2 separate regions of the Rattus norvegicus genome follow, and region 2 is linked to region 1. Evidence: chromatin contacts called from public Hi-C data. All regions are on one chromosome and are shown on one strand. The core of a region is the stretch at or near the end of the contact, and the rest is flanking DNA. Distances in the headings are between cores, read along the strand shown.

Region 1 (3,193 bases), core at 376-2,875:
TTTTTTATTACTTTTAAACCTAATCCATACTCCATCCGCACTGTTCCTAATGACCCCAGGGCTGTTCAGAGTGAAGTTTTAAATCAACTCCCATGTTATTGGGGGCTGGGGAGGCAGCAGCAGGGCAGTAGGGCTTGACTGAGGCATCCTTGAATTATCAAACCGTGTAATAAAGAACACATTGGAACCCGGTACCGAGAGAAAACGAAGGGAAAAGTAAAATAAATTAGTCCTCGATTGTTATTTACTGTCTAAATAACCTGGTCTCCTTTCATGACAACCGTGGGCTAAAATAACAGGATGATTTGTGCAGACCTACGATTTTTATATGTTGCCTGTCTGGTCCGGTTGAAACTTTGAGAGAGAAGGTTAAAAGGGCATGGGATAGGCCATTTCCACATATGGCTGCACTTTCTGTAGATTTTTGAAGTTCTAATATATTTAACTGTAGATAATGATATTATAAACTGTCATTTAGTGCATTTCAGGTACATTACTAAATACACGAAACGCAGATCTGGGAGGAACTTCTGCTGCTGCTGGTGGTGCTGCTGCTGCTGAGATCTTAACAAAAGCATTCACAAGTGTGACTCGGATCTGAGGAGCGGGAGGTAGGCAGTGGACTGGCCCAGACCTGGCAGGAGATTGACACAAATGAAGACAGCCCGTCTTCAGAAGGTAAAGCCAATACTGGCCAAATAATAGTCTATTTAAGTAACCACCAGGGCTCAACACACAGCATTACGTGAGATTTTACTTCTGCTTTATTTGATTCTCCTATAACTTTATTCCTCTGTGTGTGTGCGTGTGGGGGGGTTCAAAAGCCATCCCTATATCAGGTATTCTGCAGCCTTCGAATCTCAGATAAATGCATACAGACACAAGCCTGCGCACACGCGCGCACACACACACACACACACATATGTGCACATGTATACATTCACACACACACAAACGTGCATGTATTTTCACATACATATGAACACATGCATGCACTCACATACACAGATGTACTCAAACACGTGCATGCAATCGCATGCATGCATGTAGGCTCAAACATGTGTATTATTCATGCATACACAAATACATAAATATGCGCGTACTTACAAACACATGTACTCACTCAGATGCACATGAACACATGTACACAGTCACAGGTGCACAAACACAACCACAGAACTACCAATATTTTAAAAGCCGTTTTTACCCGATCCCTGTGTGCTGTTACATAAATCGTCACCTGCAGTCTCGAATGTTCTCTGGAATGAGCGTTGCCTTCATTTAAAAGGAACATAAGTTAATTATTATTTTAACATGTCACTGCTATTCCATGCCAGAAAAGTCAACAGATGATTCTCCCTTTTTATTGGCATGAAGATGGGCTTGATTTCCCTCCCTCCTCTTTGGAGAGAGAAAACGGTTACGAAACAGATAGCGATAATAAATGCTTTATTGGTGAAAAAAGAAAGATCAAATCTTTAATGAAATCAGGATGGGCTTAGAGATGAACTCCGTCTGAACTCACCAGGATTCATGGGACTTCAATTAAAACAATTTCAGAAGGGCATCTGACAGCAACGACTGGGACTGTAATTAAAATTGAGCAACATTTTAGCACCAGGCTTTCTGGAAGGATCCTGGCTGTATGGCAGCCCAGGGGAAGAAGGCCAGGACGCTAGAGAGCACAGGTGAGGAGATTGTCACCGGAGTCTGAATTTTTCTACCCTCTATTTTCACAGTATCTGTATGTTTGGAAAGAAAGAAAGAAAGAAAGAAAGAAAGAAAGAAAGAAAGAAAGAAAGAAAGAAAGAAAGAAAGAAAGAGAAAGAAAGAAAGAGAGAAAGAGAGAAAGAAAGAAAGAAAGAAAGAAAGAGAGAGAGAGAAAGAGAGAAAGAAAGAGAGAAAGAGAGAGAAAGAAAGAAAGAAAGAAAGAAAGAAAGAAAGAGGAGAAAAGAAAAGGAAACTGGCTTTTCTCAGCCACAGATTGTCATTTTCAACCCAAAAGCTTCTTTACAAAACAACAACAGCCTTTTGTGAGTTAGATCCAGGTCGCACACTACTGTAGTTGAGGCACACACTACAGAGCCAGGACACCTGGCTTCCAGTCTTGCTTTCCACGTGCTAGCTGCTAGCTGACTGATCTTAGCCAAGCTGACTTCTCTTGGCCTCTCCTGTAAAATAGGACATCGACATCACTAGAGTTGCAGAGTGGCTCCAATGGAGAATTCCACATTAAGTCTGTGACGCTGTGCCTGTCACCTAGTCAGCATCCACAACTGGGAGCAAGCATTGTCCTTGGCAGGATGGAAAGCCGGGGACAGGACCTGCAGATGTCCAGCTTCTCCTGTGAAGGTACAAATCCTCCTGAGGCATGTGGCAGTCCCAAAGGGTAGACAATAGGGAAGGTGAAGGTTCATGTGGGGATTCATGGGGTTCTTTGGCCAAGTCTGTTTAGCATCCAGATAAGAACTTGGCTGAGAACCCACATTCTCCTCTTAAAGAAGCCCTAGGACATAGATATGCCACAGAGACCCGGAAACCTTAAAGAACTGGGGTTCAGCCTCCCTCAGTCAAGAGAGAAAGGAGAAGAGGAACCAGAAGAGGAAGAGAGGGAGAAAGAATGGGACTTGAATCCTTGTCATGTAGCCATAATAACTCTGCCCCATTGCCATAGGTCCCACGAGGGTCCCCTGCTTGGAACTCTTCTCCGGCTTGAGATGGCATGAAGGAGTCCTGTTTTATTGCCACCAGGGGCTCTCTGCAGTGCTCACACTTACCAAATCCAGAGAGGACAAAAGGCCCCAGGATCTGCCCGGGGAACCATCCAAGCATACCAGAGAATCACCAGAACAGATCAACACTCACTCACTGACTGGCCCCGGTAGATCACCAGGGACAAACTCCAAGCCCACTGCTGACCAGACCAGGATGTTGGAGTTGACTGATACTTTCTGGAAGCATTCAGCACCTGAAGGAGTTGAATGTAGGCTTTGGTGCCAGTCTCCTGCTATTTCTGTAAGTCAAATTTCTAATGGACTGAAGAAGCCCAACCTAAGGATAACAGGGGAAAATTAATTACATCTCCTTTGGCTTGCCCTCTAATATTTTTTTATAGCTGTGGCAGCAGAATTGCCTTCCAAATTATATTGGTCCAAGTTATTAAAACGACTTTCAGTTCCCAGGAATATAGAAA
Region 2 (3,193 bases), core at 323-2,822, 420 kb after region 1:
ACTGAAGCATGCGAGTGGCTGGGTGACATGTGTGTGACGGCTTGGCCGCTGTGCTCCCAGCAGTGGAGCCTGGCATGCTGGCTTAGGTTGCATCTCTACTACTGACCAGCAGCTGCCCTGGGCGAGGTGCTCTGTGTCCTGTGCTGCAATCTCGTCACAGAGAACACCGAACATTTCCTGGAGCTTCAGAAGTTCTCAGCTAGTTCTGGCTGTCACTAGGGCTAACAGTGGCTCCACCCCAGATTTTAAGGAAAGAACGGAGAAAGCCATGTCCATGATTGCTGCTCTTGAGGATCTTTGACCCAGGCTGGAGGATGCCCTCTGCCTGGAGGTCATGTGGATCAAGACGCTGTATTTTAGGTGAAGTTGAATTGATCCAAAATGCCTGTGGACTGCCTAGATTTTTACGCCCAGATGCTAAGGAAGCTTGGAGCCATACGTACATCTGTCAATTATAGGTAAGAATACCTAGCCCAAGCCCAGAGAAGAACTAGCCCAGGTTAGGCTTCCTCTCCAAACCCCATTCAGCAGTACCAGGTCTGGGTACTTGCTGGCATCAAGTGGGACTTGGCATCAAGACACTTTGTCAAAGGAGAGGGCAGTTTGAAAGACGGACTGCGTTCATTCTTCACTTTGTTCTTTTGGTCCATCTGGACCCTATTCTATTGCCGTGAGAAGACACCATCATGGCCAAGGCAACTTATAGGAGAGAGCGTTTAAACTGGAGGTACATGACTCCAGGATCAACATGGCAGGAAGACATGGTGCTGGTGCAGTAACTGAGAGCTGGGCATTTGATCCTTGAGGAGGAGCCATACAGACTGAACCTGGCAAGGGTCTTTTGAAACCTCCAGATCTACCCTACCTTCCCTGACAAGGTCACACCTCCTCCAAGACCACATCTCTTCCAAGGCCTCACCTCTTAATCCTTCCAGAACAACTGGGAATGAGACATTCAAACACACAAGCCTACGAGGGTCATTCGCATTCAAACTTCCACCTGACCTATGATGAGGATGACCTTACGGAGTACCTCATGTGTGTCGGGTTTTTGTCCTAGGTGTTTTACAGTAGGTCCCACCATTATCCCCAGGTAAATTACTAACAGAAGAAGTGAGGTTCAGAGGAAGCTGAGTAACATGTCTAGTACGATCTTCAGTTGTGCCTTTCCTAGAGTTAGGAAGTGGAGCCAAGTTCAAGCCCCGACGGTATGATTTGGATCCTACATGGACAACCACTATGTCATCGTCACACAATTTGCTCTAGGAAAAAAACCTGCTTTGTCCTACATTCAAAACTGAGAATGAGGAATCTCATGCAAGGTTCTATCCAAAGCCCTATACCATATTAAACATGGTTTTCTTTCCTTCCTGCTTATTCTCAAGGGTGGGCAGTTTATTTACCAACCAGCAGCCAGCACGGTGTTGCAGAGGATGGGTAATCCTCACAGAGGCCGGCTTACTGTGAGTCACTCTAGAGCACCTGAGGAGAATCCCCATCTTTCCTCTCTGGGACCCGGGTTTCCATGAAGTTGTGACTCATTCTCTTTCTGTGTATTTGTTGCTCTGTGTTACACAATCCCCTTCTAATCAGGGGTTACTCATCACTGCTGCCCCAGGGTCTAGGACAGTACCAGCTAGGAACTCAGTAAATATTTACAGAACCGACAAGTGACTCACACCAGTCACAGCAACAATAACAACCATTGATAAAGGACAGCCCATTGTCACCCATAATCCCCAACACCTATGTCACAGGTGTGGTTTTACAAGTGCTCTCTTCAGGGGGATTTCCCAATACAACACTTGGACTCAACTTAAACCTTTCTTAGAGTGAAGGTGTTAAAAGGTGGCAAATGTCTGGGAAAGTAAGCTGTAGCCAGGGAGCAGGTAAGTGACAATTAGTGTGGAATCCCTGGGCCGGTGCTCCTGAGGATACTGCTGTTCTCTGGGGGCCTCTACAACTACAAAGGAAAGAGTCATCTCAAGTGACCACGTATGGGGAAGCCCAGACAGGACAATTTGCTATCTTTAAACTGAACGGGATGGCTTTGGTTCAGATCTGTTGAGAGCTGTTTACTCAGCTCTGTGCATTTTACAGACACACTATGCAGGCTCGCCCAGGGTAAACAGTGCCTACCACCCTCCCACCCCCAAGGAGAGGAGAAGCTCTCCGTAAGGAGGAGGCAGCTCTTCAGTTATGCCCACGGCTGTCTTTCCAAAGCCTGGAGCAGGGCTTGGAGAACAGCAGCCCCCCAGGAAATACCTGCTGAATAAGCCGATGAGTGAGTAACTCTTTTCTCACACAAGTTAAGAAGTACTGTCCAGAAGATCAGCCAACGACTCATCATAATCAGCAGCCTGGCAGAGCTCCAGCTCGCCGGCCCACACGTTGATTTTATAAGTAAGATATGCAGAAGCCAATTGGCTTCTGTCCCCGTAAAGCTGTTCCAATGATAGTAACAATGGCAGTAATAACAACACCACTGCCCACCTAAAGGTCAGCTGCTGCCTCTTGGACAGAAGGTAACATCAGTCCTTACTCTCCTTGAATATAATGTTCTAATCCCTACATTTATGAGGGGCTTGATGGCGTTATCAGTTTTATGGAGTAATCCGGTTCAAGGACACCAAGGATGTTCTTTTGCTGAGGGTGGGAGAGACCAGAGACAGGAGAAGGACAGACACACTAAAGAAAAAACTAACAACAACAACAACAACAACAACATAACCAATGGCTCTTGGTAGGCCAGTGCCTCCCAGCTTCTCAAGCCTCCCTTGTGTATTCCTAGTGCCGTCCTGATTCATCTTTGGCAAAGTATAGTGACTTACAAACTCATGCTAAAACTCCTAGTGCCCAGCTAGCTAGCTGTCCAAAGAATCAGCCACTCTCTGGAGCATGAAGGGCATCATCAGACGTAGTCAGATGACACGGTCACAGTGGATCTCAGTAGGTGAGTGTCTCCACCTCTCAGGGTACCCGAGGGCTAATAACTACACATACTGCTAGCACAACTGGAAGTGAGTTGTGGCCCAAATGGGATGTCACCTAGGCTCAGGATAGCAGTAGGAAACTAGGACAAGGTAGCTGCCCAGAGCAGCCGAGACAGACCTGAAGCCACAGGAGTGGCCCCAATGGACTAAACTCAAACCTCATTCAGAGACACAGCCTTTGAGTGGCCTTTTGAGCCTGA

Evidence for each region. Hi-C and Micro-C count contacts between places; a contact is called where the count stands out from the background.
Region 2: a contact with region 1 is called in a Hi-C map of liver, with 6 times the contacts expected there. The contact joins two enhancer-like sites. A contact is called at or near these places in 3 of 12 Hi-C or Micro-C datasets (hepatocytes, kidney and liver).

Annotation. Positions count from the first base shown.
Region 1 is chr19:31,234,981-31,238,173 of GRCr8, forward strand. It overlaps LOC134483614 (a long non-coding RNA gene), which reads left to right. Exons shown (of 3, transcript XR_010060415.1): 2 at 1-2,352; 3 at 2,675-3,193. Among named protein-coding and RNA genes, the nearest start is that of Irx3, 150 kb to the right of the region's middle. Within about 2 kb of position 1,626, at least 2 of the 93 cell types and tissues checked have an H3K27ac peak or open chromatin away from gene starts, as enhancers often do. A contact at or near this core is called in hepatocytes and liver, where this site is marked.
Region 2 is chr19:31,655,254-31,658,446 of GRCr8, forward strand. The region is part of intron 8 of Fto (FTO, alpha-ketoglutarate dependent dioxygenase); the gene reads right to left. Among named protein-coding and RNA genes, the nearest start is that of Fto, 210 kb to the right of the region's middle. Within about 2 kb of position 1,573, at least 11 of the 93 cell types and tissues checked have an H3K27ac peak or open chromatin away from gene starts, as enhancers often do. A contact at or near this core is called in hepatocytes and liver, where this site is marked.